5 separate regions of the Mus musculus genome follow, and all the other regions are linked to region 4. Evidence: chromatin contacts called from public Hi-C and HiChIP or PLAC-seq data. All regions are on one chromosome and are shown on one strand. Each heading gives the region's core, a stretch centred on a gene start, on an enhancer-like site or on the middle of the called end of the contact. The rest is flanking DNA. Distances are from core to core; before and after follow the strand shown.

Region 1 (2,700 bases), core at 57-2,556, 150 kb before region 4:
TTTAAGTTGGGAAGTAGAAATAAAAGAAGGGTGGGGGGTGGGCTCGAATAAAACAAAATAAGATACCCCCTCCCCCAAACAACCTTCATGTATCGGTTCCAGTTTCTGCCGCCTCGAGAATGGATTTACCAATGATCCAGAGGCTCACGCTGTCCCTCTAGCTACAGTTTTACTTCAGCTACTCTTTGCTTATGATAGACCAAACACATTAAGTATAAAGATCTAGAAACAAATCGCAGTGTTACTACAGTCATTAGAGATGGAGTATCTCTGTCTTGTCCAGGGTGTCCTTGAACTCAGTTCTCTCCATTCTCCTGCCTTAGACTCCTGAACGCTGGGATTTCCGGTATGTGCTGTCATACCTGGGAAATTATTGTGTTTTTTTTTTTTTTTAAGGGGATGAGTCTTACCTTTTAAATAGCTTTTATTAAAGTATGTGGTTGTGACTATTCTATTTATTTGTTTTTGAAGTCATGGGATTCCAACCCAAGGCTTTGCATAAGCTAAGTTTTACCACTAAGCCACACCCTTGGACCAATTGTCTTAGTTACTGTGATTTCTTCCTGGCCCCTTCTTTCTCTCTGAGTTAGGACTCTTACTTTGAAACCCTGGATGTGTCGGAACTCACAATGTTCCTGTGTAAATGTGTACAAGACATTAATAATTAGGCACAGTTCCCCCTTCTATACACTTCTCAACCTCTGTCACCACCACTGTCAGCAGTCAGCCAGGTGCTCACCTTTAGTCCTAGCCCTTGGGAGGCAGACACAGATAGATCTCTGTGAGCCTGGTCTACACAGTGCGTTTCAAGACAGCCAGGGCTACAAAGAGAAACCCTGTCTTGAAAATCAACTATTCCTGGCTCTGTAGTGAATTTCTTTTCTTTTTTTTCTCCCGCCCCATGTAGTGAATTTCTTATTGTGTCTTGTTTACAGATGAAATGTGGCATGGGTCTGTATTGTTGGAACCGACAGTGTGTGTGTGTGTGTGTGTGTGTGTGTGTGTGGTTGTATCCATGGATCTACAGGTCAGTCTGGTTTGGAACAATCCTTGGGCCTGAGGTCTTGGAGCTAGTTTAAGGAGACTTGCTGTGTACAGTTTGTGAGGGAGGGGCTACAAGGCTGCAGCAGCGGGCCTGAGCCCCCGCCTGACGCCTGGCATGGCGTGGAGCGGAGGGTCTCCTAGGCTAACGACTTTCAGTTGCATTTCCTTAGGAGCCCCAAACGCACTTCTGCCGCAGTGGGGGAAGACAGGATATCCTGTAGAAACAGGCTGCCTTTGTGAAATCTGCCACCCCTGGGGACCACTTCCATCTCCCCTGCCACTCTCCCATCTTCCTTAGAGCTCTGAACCTCGTCAACACAGATCAAGTCTGCCTCCTGCTCCAGATTTCCTGCGTCAGCTCTGCGGAGGTGAGAATAGGCCCAGCAACCTGGCAGGTCGGCCCAGGGAGGTGGAAGGTCGTCAGGATGAGGCCCAGTCTAGGAGTGTTCCCGGTGGAGGTCTGGGGGCTGTGGAGATGGAGTCGGTGAGGAGGAGGGCAGGAGGTGGAGATGTGCTCATCTGAACTGGTGTCTGAGCGGCCATGAGGGAAGGGTGGGTGCTTTGCAGGCTGTTCCTGTCCCCCTACTTACTGGAAGGCTCCAGGGTCTGTGGGGAGGGATCTCAGGCTCAGGCCTGGCCTTGGCAGGTCATTTTTCAAACCTCACAACCTCTTCTCTGTGATATGCCGTATTATTGCCGTATTACCAGCCCTGTGGGTTGTCTTTGCTTGTTTGTTTTGAGTCATTCTTGCTCTGTAGCCTAGGCTGACCTTCTTCTCCTTGAGATTTTCCTGACTCAGCCTCCCAAGTGCTGGAGTTCCCTGATGTGTGCCACCACACTGGCTCAGCTCTGGGCTTTTGTCATCCACCGGCAGCACGGGGGTTGGATGGATTGTGTCCCTGGCTGCCCCCCACCCCAGGCGATGGTTTCCAGTGGGAGTTGTCTCTGGGGACTCCGGGGTTGGCTCCTGTTCCTTTTCAGGCACACAGATCGTGCGCTGTATTGCACAGGCTGCTTTTGAACTTACGACACTCACCTCAGCCTCTCTGGTGCTCGGATCACAGATCCGTGCCGCCGTGGACAGCTTAGCCTAGTTTTTCTTGCGTTTGTATCTGTGTGTCACGTATGCCTACGTGTGCCTTTGTGTTTGCACGTGTATGGGTGGGCTCATGGGTGTTCAGCTCTGCATGAGTTCTCGTGGGGAGACCGGAGATTGGCATTGAGTGTCTGCCTGACCACTTCCCGCTTTATTTATAACCAAGGCTTTGGTTAGTCAGCTAGCCTGCCCGCCTGCCCACCCGCCCGCCCGCCTGCCTGCCCGCCCGCCCGCCTGCCTGCCCACCTGCCCACCTGCCCGACTGCCCGCCCTCCGGCCCTGGGGAAGCCTTTGCTTTGTCTCTTCTATCCTTTGAGCACTGGGATCATAGGCCAGCTGTCACAGGTGGGCTTTTATGTGAGTGCCAGGAACCTGCAAATACTTTATTCACTGAGCCGTCTCCTGAGCCCCAGCATATCATCCCTTAAGCATCCTTCCTCTGGAAGCATGTGTCTGTAGTCCATCTCTCTCTCTCTCTCTCTCTCTCTCTTTTTTTTTGGTTTTTCAAGACAGGGTTTCTCTGTATAGCCCTGGCTGTCCTGGCACTCACTTTGTTGACC
Region 2 (2,889 bases), core at 11-2,510, 140 kb after region 4:
ATTGGTTTGTTTATTCTGTCTCCAAGTGTGAATGACTTTGGAAGCAAATTCCAAACAGTTTATCTCTTCCTTGCTAGTGTTTTAAGGTGCAGTTTCAAACGATAACGACACTTCAAAATTAAACCTACCCGTTTAAATCCTCTCTTGTGCTGTAATTCCTTGTTGTCTTCTAACATTTGAAAAGCGTGTTTGTTTTCTCCCATGTGTCTTCTTGGCTGTGGATTGAAAAATATTTATAAAACCATATTAATCATGGTTCTTCTTTAGTCAGATTAACTCCAGGATGGTATCTTAGTGTAGATCCACGGAGCTGTCTTAGAGGAACGGTGAGGCCCCGAGAGCTCTAATTCCCAAGCCATTTGCTGTGCATCCCAGGCTGGAGGTGCACTCTCACAGCCCCGAGGGAGTCCCATTCTGGGATACATAAGCAAGGCTGGAACCCTGGCCTCTTCTTGCTTGTGTGATGGCCGGCTTGCAGTGAGCCCCTAACACTTGTCCTGGGGCCCAGCAGCCGTTTTCTCTCTCATTGTAACCCCCCCCACCCCGTTTCTCTGTTTCTCTGTTCCTCCGTTCCTCCGTGTGTCCGTTCCACCTCACCATGTGAGTGTATGCCATGACGTGCAAGAGCTTCTTTAAGAGATACAGTTGAAAACTCAAACCAAACACACGGGTCTGTGGCTCAGTTTTCTGCACTGAGTTGCATGATCCGTATGACATTTTATTAATGAGTTCCAGGTCCGATTTGTAGTCTAACCTTTTTTTTTTTTTAAGTATAGAAACCTGCCACCCAACCCCCATCCCCATTGCCTTAGGGAACAAGATAACAAGTCTCCCGATCTCTCGAGGACGGAATCCCTCCTGTTCACTACTAAACAGACATTTTCCTCCCTTCCTGTCCTAGACACATCAACTGGATCATTCCGCCCATTACCTGCGCCTGAAATTCCTAATGGAGAACAGAGTGCAGTTCTACATCCCGCAGCCCGAGGAGGACATTTACGAGCTGGTAATGTTTACGACCACTGTCCTCGAACACCCCGTCTGAGATAATTTTCAAATCGTGCATGTACTTGTGGTAATTGTAGCTGGTGGGATGGAATGAGCTTCATTCAGAGCCACAGAGCTGGCAGAAATAACCTTGCTTATCACAGAAATCCCGGAGTGGAAAGTCGCCTTTGCTTGTCCAAAAAGCAGGGCTGCGCTGCCACCAAAGACGTTGAAACCCACAGATGATGCTCAGATAAGAGTTGAGTCATCAGGACAGACTCTTGCTGAACACCTTTCTTTTTAATCGGTGACTCTAAAATCAGTTGGCGGTTGCCACAGTGAAAGCGCTCCAATTTTGTGCAACTTCTACCATCTTATCAGAACTGACGGGGTAAATCTTGTGGGTGTAACACCCCCCTCCCCCACCTCCCCGACCATCCATCTAATGCATCACCCAGCTTGCTGAAACTGCATTCACACAGATTCTTGGAGACATCTGTGGATGTCTGAGTCTCCTTAGAGATAGAGAACGCAGTTTCTGATCTGGGCCTGAGATTATTATCAGTTCTTCTGCATACAAATCATAGGGGGCTGGCGAGCATAAGACACCAATACCGAAAGTTCTGGGATTTTACAAAGGGCAGAAAGATGGTTTCTCAGTAGGTGTTAGCGGTTGTCACCTTGGTAACCACTGGCAGGTTCCTTTTCTTAGCAGAGCAGTGCATCTTTCAGTTCTAATAAACAGTGGTTTGGGGACCAAGGGCCTCTCTTGGGGAATGTTCTGGCTTCTCGGTTCTTAGTCATCTTTCTGGGGGACACAGAGCTGCTTGTCGTGGAGCTGGGGATAGAAACAGGGGAGTGACTCCCCACAGAAAGCAGAACTGGAAGTACAGCTCAGAGGTTCCTTTTGGAAAGAGGAACCACAGTGCAGAATGTCATAGGGAGTGGCATTTTAAATCAACTTCTTGAGCTATACTTCTTCTATTAGGAAACTCTCGACAACCGTAAGCGCATAACAGATACAAGTGGTTGTTTCCACTGGAAGAGTTATGATTTGGAGTGTTTCTGCCAGCCGAAAAGGTCACCCCAGATCTCTAAAGTATTATATTTTTTTTTTGAGGAAATATGGATTTTTCTCTTGTGGCAGTCTGATCATGTTATATGTTGGAAGAGGATGAAAGTGGGCCTGGTGGGGGGATGGTTCTGTGACTAAGAAAAGGACGGCTCCTGCAGAGGAACCAGCTTAAGGTTCTCAGTGCCCACATGGCGGCTCACCACCATCCACAATTGTAATTCTGGGCTATCTGATGCCCTCTTCTGGCCTCTGTAGTCACTGCACACACATGGTGCATAAATGTGCCTGCAGGCAAAACACTCATATACATAAATATTGCAAAGGGAAAAGGACATAAATGACCTCTCGACTCTTTAAGCCACTGTTGACTGTGTTGATGGAGATGGAGCTGGTCTCATTAACAGCCAGGAGCCAAGGTGTTCCTTCTGAGAATTAAATAGCCAGTTGTTTGTGTTCTGTGAACATACTCAAGGAGTCCTTTCCATGCCAAAGAAGAAAAGCCTTAGCTCAGCACTACAGTCCTCATCTGTAGCCCTAGCTGCTCAGGGGGCTGAGGCAGAAGAGTTGCATGACCTCTAGGAGTTCAAGGTTAGCTTGGAGAACAACACAGCAAGATGTTTCTTGGAAGAAAAAAAAAAATCCCATGCGTAGTGTGGTAAACATCTAAAATTCCTACACTGGGAGACTTAGGCAAGAGGATTGAGAGATAAAGCTTGGGGCTAGCCTGGGCTACAGTTTCATCTCATCTCGGTGAATAACTTGGAGTTTCATGATCAAAAAAGTCAGAGAGGTCAGGCTGATTACGCTGCAAGAAGATAGTTTAGTTT
Region 3 (2,738 bases), core at 227-2,726, 180 kb before region 4:
TCTTTCTTTCTTTCTTCCTTTCTTTCTGACATGGGGCTTAGTTGGCAGAGATATGGCTACAGGGTCATATGGTCATACGGTCAAGGCTTATGGGTTCTCTATCTCTGTGCCTCCTGATGATTGACATGTGAGGAAGCAGGTTCACACTCCTCTCCCATGGGCCTGGCCTCACAGCGGCAGCTTTCCTGCCACCATGGTGCTCACTCTCGAGCCATGAGCTAGTACAATCCTTCCTCCCTCACATCATTACTTGCCAGTATTTGGTCGTTGATACCCTTGCCCTGTCATCCTTTTCTTCATTTTTAGTTGTAGCAGATCTGTTTTCTTCGGGAGATCCACTAGTCTCCAGGGAGAAGAGCTGAGATCTGAAGTCTACTCAAGCTGAGGCAAATAGATGCTTGGATTGGCTACCCAAGAAAGGCTAAATGTTTTTTTGCTCTAAAGGTGTTGTCCTGGAAACACCAGCTTCCTGGATTCCCTGATGGCCTGATTTCCTGTTCTGTTTGAGAACTTGTGGCGCAGCTTATATTTTTCTTCTGTAACGTACCACTGAATTCAACTGATAAACTTCATTTGTGTAATGTTTTGCTTGAACAACTCAAAGTTCACTGCTATGTGAATAAAGGATTGCTTAGAGCCACTTCAGAACGAAAAGTCCTGAGGGTGAGGCGGATGCTCTGTGATGGGGAGGCCTGCTTCCTCATCATTTCCTTGTGAACCTGTACATTTTCCCTGTGAGAGGAAAAATGTGTTCAGTAGAGTAAGTAGGAAATAGGGTTTTAACAAAGAGAAACAGTGTATGTGGGAGAGGAGAGCTAGACTCTGTGTACCTGGAAAGTATGTACCAAAGGGCTTGGGCCAGGGAGAGCCTGACTCTGTGTACCTGGAAAGTATGTACCAAAGGGCTTGGGCCGGCACAGTAGAACCCTTTGAGAGGTCTTGAAATCCTTTCTGTGATGTACCTTCTTCTTTCCACACCTAGTCACTTTCTGTAGTCCAAACACATCTATTTTAGAGACATAGCTGTCATGTAGTCCAGGCTGGCCTTAGGTTTGCTAAGTAGCTGAGGTTGGCCTTGAACATCCAATTCCTGATCCTCCTATGCCACCATTTCCAGCTAGAAGATTTGTCTGTTCTTTCTTTCTTAAACGTTTATTTTTGAGGTCATATATCCATTTGTTTCCTTGACTGGCCTTGAACTTGTGGCCCTCCTACCTCTGCTTCCCAAGTGCTGGCATGATAAGAATTCACCATTGTACCACCCAACTTAAAAGTCACAGATTACTAGAGTCTGCTCTGAGAGCTCCAGGGAAGGTCTCATTAGAACGCAGAGACTATATGTACATTTCCACAAGGTCCCGGTGATGTCCAAATTCCTGGTCCCGAGGAACACAATGTGCATGAAAATCGGTCCAGTTTTCTCCTGTTCATCACAAAAAGGGATTTCCAAGCTTAGCACCCTTGTAATACCAGTATATGCCAGCAGGTGTCAGCAGTGCACTCTGAGAGGCACGTTAGACGCTGTTCCTTTAGGACCCTAGATATGTTTCCAAAACGGAGACAGCGGAGTGGACTCCTGCCCAGTACTTTCACAGTCTTTGTTCTTTATGATTTTGAAAGCATTTGTTCACGTCTTGCTGGAAATGTGGCTCTTGGGGTTTTGTTATTGTTCATTCGGTTTGGCCTTTGGCTTTTTACACAGGATTTTGTGCAGCCCAGGCTGGACTACTGGACTAACACCTCCTGAATCTTTTGCTTTCACGCCTCAAGTACTGGGATTACAGCACTGTCAGGGCTCAGTTTTCAGATGGCGTTTTCACACATTTTCTTTGTCTTTCTTTTAGAATTTACTTTTATTTTAAAGTGTGTGTGTGTGTGTGTGTGTGTGTGTGCTCGCAGTGCGGCCTCTCACACATACATAAGCCCAGATGCCTGAGGAGTCCAGAGCTAAAGTCATAGGTCGATGCTGGGAACCAAACTCGAGTCCTCTGCAAGAAGAGTAATCAATCACTCAACTGCTAAGTCAGCTCCCCTGCCCTTTACGCATTTTCTTACTTCCAGAGGAGTCTTTGTTTCTGTCAACTCTCCCATTTTACAGGTGAGAAAGTAAAGGTACAGAAAGAATACAGTGACTTGTCTAATACATTGAAGCTGGAGGAGGGAGAGGGAGTCAACACTGGGCGTTTATGCAAAATGCCCCAGTTCGGAAAGAAAGGAAAACACTGCTCCAGGATTTTATTTTATTTTATTTTATTTTATTTGCATTAAGCTTTGTTCTTCTTAGCAAAACTAAAAGCTAGATAAGCATTCTGGGTACTCCCTGGTTCTGATTAAATGCTACTCCTGGTTCTGACAGAACTTCTGTGGGATACATTGTCTATCTTAGATAAAATCTAAGAGAGTCACACGTTCTACCACCACGGTAACTAAGGAATCCCTCTCCAGCACTTGACACCAAAGCCCCCTCCCTGGATCTGTTAGAAGCTGGTGAGGAGGAAAGAAATTGGAGCGTATCAGGTTAAACAAAGGTTTGTCTGTGCCTGGGTGTAGGGGTGTCCAGGAGACTTGATGTCCCATCTTCTGGAACTCCTCGGTTTGTGCAGCCTCAGCCACGTTGTCCCCTGTCCCTCCCAGTCCTCTGCCCCCATCAAAGGGGGCACAAAGAGGCCAGTGTCATCGTGGAGGCCAAGCAGAGTGGATTTGCTGACAGACCTCAGGGGAGAGAGAGCTGTGAATGA
Region 4 (2,823 bases), core at 201-2,700:
CTTGGTCGGTTACTTCTGGGTCGCTCCTTAGATCAGGAAATGTATATGGAGAAATGATGTTCTAGATAATAAGACACATGCTGGAGCTGGAGAAACCCATGAGGTATGGATGCCGCTTACCAGAGACTCGTTGAGGGCCATTGTGTGTGACAGAAACCCCCACCTATCCCTGGCACAGAGGCTATAAGGAGAGCGTGCCCAGCCCAGAGTGGAAAACCCCCACTCTCAGGAGCTGAGAGGAATCTTTCTCTCTGGACTATCTGTAGCGCTGTAGATCTAGGGTTCTCAAACTTGGTCCGAGGGCCGGATTCTTCTGGGTTCCTCTGAGTGTAAGGTCCTTGACGTAAGAAGGCCTCTTAGGTTTTTAAGTGGTTGGGAGAAAAAAGACCAGATGAGCAGTACTGTATACCACATTGGTCGCTGACAGCACACATGTGCCAGTGCCTCCTGGTGAGTACTGAGCACCGCGCAGGGCTGTGGCTGGCTTAGTTGAGGGGGATGGTCTCAGGTGTCTTTGCTGTGAGGAAATCATGGCCCCGTGCAGCTCCCCCCAGAACTCGCGCCTCCTGTTAGGCAGCACAGGACTGTTACAGTCTGTGTCATGTGACTGACTAGCATGTGAAATTTGAATTTCAGTCTTCATGCGCAAAGTGATACTGGAACAAAGCCACACTGGCTCAGTGGCCTGTACTCTCTGATTGTTGACACGTTCTCCAGAGCCTAGGAGAGTTTGCCCATTAGGGTTTTCTAGCCCCTGTTCTGATGCAGCCAGCACAAGCCCAGGTAGTTCTAGCTGTACCGTCCGTAATCCACCTATGACGTACATGCATCAGTTCCCACCATATGCGTGAACTCAGCTTCCTCTCCTCCCCGGCCCTGCCTTCAGTTGCTTGTGGCACGGGTTGCAGGCATCGCTGCCTCCTACAGGGCCTTCATCAGGCTCCCTATAGAGGCCGGAGGAGTACACGGGTGGATGGATATTCACCCAGGCCCTTTCAGGACTTCTCTTGTACTCTCCGCTGCACTTGGAGAAGAGGAGCTCTGTCCGTTGATCTGTGAGAGAACACTCCACCAGCAATTTGTAAATGGCGCTTTGGTTAACAGACTTGTCGCAGTTGGAATCCTTTTGTTTTGGGCCATCCATAGGAAAGCAGACAGTGCAGGGCTAGGGTCTTTCATCCTTTTCTAGGCCCTGGGATGCTGCGAAGCTCACCATACAGAGAAATATTGAGAAATCTGCAGGCTAGTGCCTGCATTTGGACCGTTCCGTGTAACACTGAAACCTCATGCTTTCTGGCAGAGATAACGGAGTGACGTGTGAATATAAAAGTCAGCGATAAGACCCATGCAGCCGAGGGTTCAGCAGCGTTGTCACGGGTCACGCTGGCTCCTGGTGGCTCTTTCTTGGAACCCAACACCACTCATCTCTCCTTAAGCAGAGCCCCTCAGCAGAGCTACAGGAAGAGGCTTTTCTGCTCGTGGCTCCACTGCCTGTGGTTTCAAGGGCACTTCCTCTGGTTGCCCCAAGCAACTGGTTTCCTCCAAACCAGAAAGCTTTCTTTGGAAGAACTCTGAGATCGTAATCTCAAGGCTGGCAAAGGCAGCTGTAGCTACCGCTCCGCTTTCAGGCACTGGTGGGAGGGAGATAAGTCTATCCTAGCCATCCTCTGACTATTCAGTGTTTGGGAAAGGAAAAAAAGAAAGATTCGACAGAGAAACACATGAGGATGTTGGGCCAGCACGAGTCACCGAAGGTTGTTTGAAAGGACATAATCAGAGAAAGCTCTGGGGAGTGGCAACATGTTCTACACAGAATGTGGGGTGGAGAGCGGTGCTCCTAGCAGGGCCAGCCTCCACTGCTTATCACTGCAGAGCAACCGAACAGTAAAACCCTTTCAAGACACCCATCGAGTACCATACATCATGAGTGAGACCTGAGGGTTGCCGGACTAGAAGCCCCAGTGGTCTGAAGGCTTGCTAATGTGGCACTTGTTTTCCTGGGTGAGGGTCAAGAGAGGCTGGAGTTAGGGGAGCAGAGGATGCAGAGAGGATCTCTCTGACACCCCTGTTTTCCAGGTTTCCGTTGTTCTGACTCAGACCAGTATAGCCCAAGCAAAGTTGTTCAAAGCTGGACACATTCATGTTTAAAAACCAAGACCTGGGTTAGTTAGCCAGATGGCTCAGCAGGTAAAGGCAGTTGCCTTTACACAAGGTTGGACCCCTCAACCTCCATTTGGTCCCTGCAACCTTCATGTCAAAGGTGGAGAACTCATTCCTGTAAGTTGCCCTCTGTCCACCCCATAAGCAACTTGTCTTGAGGACCCTTGCCCAACATAAATAACTTGCAATAAAATAATTTCTTGCCGGGCAGTGGTGGCGCACGCCTTTAAATTAAGCCCAGCACTTGGGAGGCAGAGGCAGGCAGATATCTGAGTTCGAGGCTAGCCTGGTCTACAGAGTGAGTTCCAGGACAGCCAGGGCTATACAGAGAAACTCAGAAAACAAATTTTTTTTTTTTTTAAAGAACAAAATTCAAGGTAGTTCTATGATTAGCTTGTATGGACCATTGGCCGGCTTCCTCAGTCACTTGGACCCTGGGCAGGAGGAGTCTTGATCTCTGTTTGAGCATGTGGTTAGGGATAAGGGTAAAGAAAGCACAGAAAAGCAAGCACAAACTAACGTGGCCAAACCTGGATCCTATTGCCAGGCCTTGCAGATTCTCCCACCAGAGAACTTGGTGTCCTGTTCTGTAGTGTTGTTCTAACGAGAGTGGGTTCGTGTTATAGATGTGAAGACTTCGTGCTATCCCCGGAGATGGTGGGC
Region 5 (2,700 bases), core at 87-2,586, 200 kb before region 4:
TGATCCTCCCAGTAATGGATAGTGATCCTCCCAGTGATGGACAGTGGTCCTCCCAGTGATGGGCAGTGATCCCCCAGTGATGGACAGTGATCCTCCCAGTGATGGACAGTGATCTTCCCAGTGATGGGCAGTGATCCCCCAGTGATGGACAGTGATCCTCCCAGTAATGGACAGTGATCCTCTCAGTGATGGACAGTGGCCCTCCCAATAATGGATAGTGGCCCTCCCAGTGATGGACAGTAGTCCTCCCAGTGATGGACAGTAGTCCTCCCAGTGATGGACAGTAGTCGTCTCCACATCCAAGCTTTAACTTTCTGGTTTTCAATTACTCCAGTCATCTGAAGCTTGAAAATATTAATTGGAAATTCCTAAAAGATAACCTCATATCTTATTTTTCTTATAACATAATTTTTGTTGCAGTGTATTGTGACAATTATTTTATTTTTGGATCTTGTTAATCTCTTACTGTGCCTAGTTTACATGTAAAACTATCACGTATGTTTATATATAGAAAAAAAAGTCTCTTAGGATGTATACCTTATTAATGGGAGCTAGCTGAGTTTGTTGTTGTTGTTTTGTTTTGTTTTCAAGACAGGGTTTCTCTGTATAGCCTTGGCTGTCCTGGAACTCCCTCTGTAGACCAGGCTGGCCTCGAACTCAGAAATCCACCTGCCTCTGCTTCCCAAGTGCTGGGATTAAAGGCATGCGCCACCACTGCCCGGCCAGGAGCTAGCTGTTTTGATTTGTATTTCACATGCTTTACAGAAGACCAAGTTCCTGAGAATAGATGTCTTTGGAAGCCTTGCTAACAAGTTCAAGTAGGTTATCATCCGCGTTTGCTAACCTGGAAACAACTGTGTGAGAGGGGCTGGAGCGTTCAATTCCCAGCAACCGCAAGGTGGCTCACAACCATCTGTAATGGGCATCCGATGCTGTCTTCTGGTGTCTGAAAACAGTGACAGTGTACCCGCATACATTAAATAAATAGACAAAAAAATAAATAAATAAATAAATCTTTAAAAAAAAAAAACCACGTGAGAAGCAAATGACCCTGACATATTAGATACTGTTCCCTTGCTAGGATAAAGCACCATGACCCACCAGAAGCAGTTTATAGAGGAAGGAGCTTATTTTGGATTGTGGTTCGGGTGTGTGTGTGTGAGTGTGAGTCCATCACGGCATCGAGGTGCAGCAGCCAATAGTAGGCATGGAAGCGCGAGCAGAAGCTCAGAGTTCTTATCCCTGGTGGCAAACAGAATTAAAGGGAGCAGATCGGAAGTGGGTGGGTCTGTGTATTCTCCAGGCTAAGCAAGGCCACACTTGACCTACCAAACAGCGCCATCAACTGAGCCTGTTGGGAAATTCCCACCCATGTCACCACGATCCATAAGAGCAGTAGAGCAGGAGCGAGGCCACTCGTTTTATGAGGCTGCAAGGCCCCGAGGCGGGTGGACACAGACTGAGTGGAGCGAACAGTCTGTGAACTCTGACCCCGTGACCCTTCCTCCATTTCCTCTTACCATAATCAGGAGGACACAGCCTGCCTACACGCCATCTAAGTCCCAGTCTTCCTTCCCTTTCTCTCTCTCTCTTATTTGTAATAATCAATCAATGTCTTATTACATCTCTATGTCTTACATCCTTTTTATTTTAATGCTTAGAGGCATGGCCTTGCTGGGCAAGCTCGGCTGTTAGTAATTTTCTTCTCAAAACCTATAGTTTGGGAGCAAAGCTTAGCAAAGTGTGTGGGGTGGCAAGCTAAGCTAGCAGACATTAGGAGGGTAACACTTTCTGTTCATTTAGGCACCATTGAAAAGGACCCTTCAGATTTTATGTCATATACTTAGCAAGTATAATGTTCACACACTAGTGTCCTTAAAGGGATGACGTGTGGGTTCAGGAGAGAGAAACTGAGTGACGATCTCTCTCTCTCTCTCTCTCTCTCTCTCTCTCTCTCTCTCTCTCTCTCTCTCTGACACACACAGACATTCATGCATACAATGAACAGGGGTGACTCCCATCCTCAGAGTGTGATCAAGATGAGAGGATATGAGGATCAGCAAAGGACTGTGGGAAATGACAGGAATCCGGCAGCTCCTCAGGAGTGCCTCTGAGTACCTTGGGGCACAGTGTCCCCCTTGCCAGATGGATGGTGGATCCCCAGGAGCTGAGAACAGCTTCATGGGCAGGGGACAGAGTCAACTGAGCAAGCACCTCCCTTCTGTTTGAAAGGTTGTCCCTGGTGTCTGCAGACCTGGTGATCAGCTCTGTTTTAAATCAGAGAACAGGGAGGCTATGAACAGTGAAGTAATTTGGCAAAGCCACCCAGTTGGTGAATGCACTGGCATTAGAACTTCAGGAATACACTTGTATATACTCACCTTCTTCAACCACTGCCTTATGAAAGCAGGTTTTATTGGGTTTTCCCAGGATTATAGACCAAATATGATAATACAGATTTGACATAAGAAATCACATCTTCTTATTGACAGGTACCCAGAATGCTCAGATAAACTGCCAAGCATAAAAGTGCTGAGAAAAGATGAGCTATCCAAAATACCAGAAAAGCTAGCTCCTGATCATCAAAGGTCCCAGAACGATGGCTTAAGTGGCCAGCAGGTGGCAGCAAGGTTTCACTGTTGTCTTGAGCCCAGACTCGCTGATCGGTCCTTCAGAATCCACTAAGACACAATGGAGACA

The links. A called contact is a pair of places that touch in the nucleus more often than the background predicts. HiChIP or PLAC-seq counts read pairs in DNA pulled down with a chosen protein or histone mark.
Region 1: a contact with region 4 is called in an H3K4me3 HiChIP or PLAC-seq map of bone marrow-derived macrophages, with 5 times the contacts expected there. The contact joins two enhancer-like sites. A contact is called at or near these places in 4 of 39 promoter capture datasets (the 3T3-L1 cell line, the C10 cell line, the HPC-7 cell line and 1 more), 2 of 15 datasets of contacts at CTCF or cohesin (the NIH/3T3 cell line and large pre-B cells), 9 of 484 Hi-C or Micro-C datasets (CD4 T cells, CD8 T cells, the N1E-115 cell line and 5 more), 17 of 115 datasets of contacts at active chromatin or transcription factors (the HPC-7 cell line, SST interneurons, bone marrow-derived macrophages and 11 more) and 4 of 9 other capture datasets (adipose tissue, liver, macrophages and 1 more).
Region 2: a contact with region 4 is called in a Hi-C map of bone marrow-derived macrophages, with 43 read pairs. The contact joins two enhancer-like sites. A contact is called at or near these places in 11 of 484 Hi-C or Micro-C datasets (the HPC-7 cell line, Th1 cells, bone marrow-derived macrophages and 7 more), 5 of 115 datasets of contacts at active chromatin or transcription factors (CD8 T cells, T-cell acute lymphoblastic leukemia, bone marrow-derived macrophages and 2 more) and 5 of 9 other capture datasets (adipose tissue, embryonic stem cells, liver and 2 more).
Region 3: a contact with region 4 is called in an H3K4me3 HiChIP or PLAC-seq map of bone marrow-derived macrophages, with 2.5 times the contacts expected there. The contact joins two enhancer-like sites. A contact is called at or near these places in 1 of 15 datasets of contacts at CTCF or cohesin (large pre-B cells), 1 of 484 Hi-C or Micro-C datasets (granulocyte-monocyte progenitors), 7 of 115 datasets of contacts at active chromatin or transcription factors (CD8 T cells, T-cell acute lymphoblastic leukemia, acute myeloid leukemia and 3 more) and 5 of 9 other capture datasets (adipose tissue, embryonic stem cells, liver and 2 more).
Region 5: a contact with region 4 is called in a Hi-C map of bone marrow-derived macrophages, with 2.1 times the contacts expected there. The contact joins two enhancer-like sites. A contact is called at or near these places in 4 of 484 Hi-C or Micro-C datasets (LSK cells, Th1 cells, bone marrow-derived macrophages and 1 more), 5 of 115 datasets of contacts at active chromatin or transcription factors (CD8 T cells, T-cell acute lymphoblastic leukemia, bone marrow-derived macrophages and 2 more) and 4 of 9 other capture datasets (adipose tissue, liver, macrophages and 1 more).

What each region holds. Positions count from the first base shown.
Region 1 is chr16:90,136,912-90,139,611 of GRCm38.p6, reverse strand. It overlaps a transcript of Tiam1 not described here. Among named protein-coding and RNA genes, the nearest start is that of Gm10789, 4.0 kb to the left of the region's middle. Within about 2 kb of position 1,306, at least 48 of the 459 cell types and tissues checked have an H3K27ac peak or open chromatin away from gene starts, as enhancers often do. A contact at or near this core is called in bone marrow-derived macrophages, double positive thymocytes and thymic regulatory T cells, where this site is marked.
Region 2 is chr16:89,847,767-89,850,655 of GRCm38.p6, reverse strand. It overlaps Tiam1 (T cell lymphoma invasion and metastasis 1), which reads left to right. Exons shown (of 28, transcript NM_009384.3): 12 at 902-1,006. Among named protein-coding and RNA genes, the nearest start is that of Gm52239, 55 kb to the right of the region's middle. Within about 2 kb of position 1,260, at least 86 of the 459 cell types and tissues checked have an H3K27ac peak or open chromatin away from gene starts, as enhancers often do. A contact at or near this core is called in CD8 T cells, T-cell acute lymphoblastic leukemia, Th1 cells and 6 more, where this site is marked.
Region 3 is chr16:90,166,624-90,169,361 of GRCm38.p6, reverse strand. No RefSeq gene overlaps it. Among named protein-coding and RNA genes, the nearest start is that of Gm10789, 26 kb to the right of the region's middle. Within about 2 kb of position 1,476, at least 5 of the 459 cell types and tissues checked have an H3K27ac peak or open chromatin away from gene starts, as enhancers often do. A contact at or near this core is called in bone marrow-derived macrophages, where this site is marked.
Region 4 is chr16:89,984,883-89,987,705 of GRCm38.p6, reverse strand. It overlaps a transcript of Tiam1 not described here. Among named protein-coding and RNA genes, the nearest start is that of Tiam1, 25 kb to the right of the region's middle. Within about 2 kb of position 1,450, at least 121 of the 459 cell types and tissues checked have an H3K27ac peak or open chromatin away from gene starts, as enhancers often do. A contact at or near this core is called in CD8 T cells, T-cell acute lymphoblastic leukemia, Th1 cells and 8 more, where this site is marked.
Region 5 is chr16:90,186,332-90,189,031 of GRCm38.p6, reverse strand. No RefSeq gene overlaps it. Among named protein-coding and RNA genes, the nearest start is that of Gm35714, 16 kb to the left of the region's middle. Within about 2 kb of position 1,336, at least 11 of the 459 cell types and tissues checked have an H3K27ac peak or open chromatin away from gene starts, as enhancers often do. A contact at or near this core is called in bone marrow-derived macrophages, where this site is marked.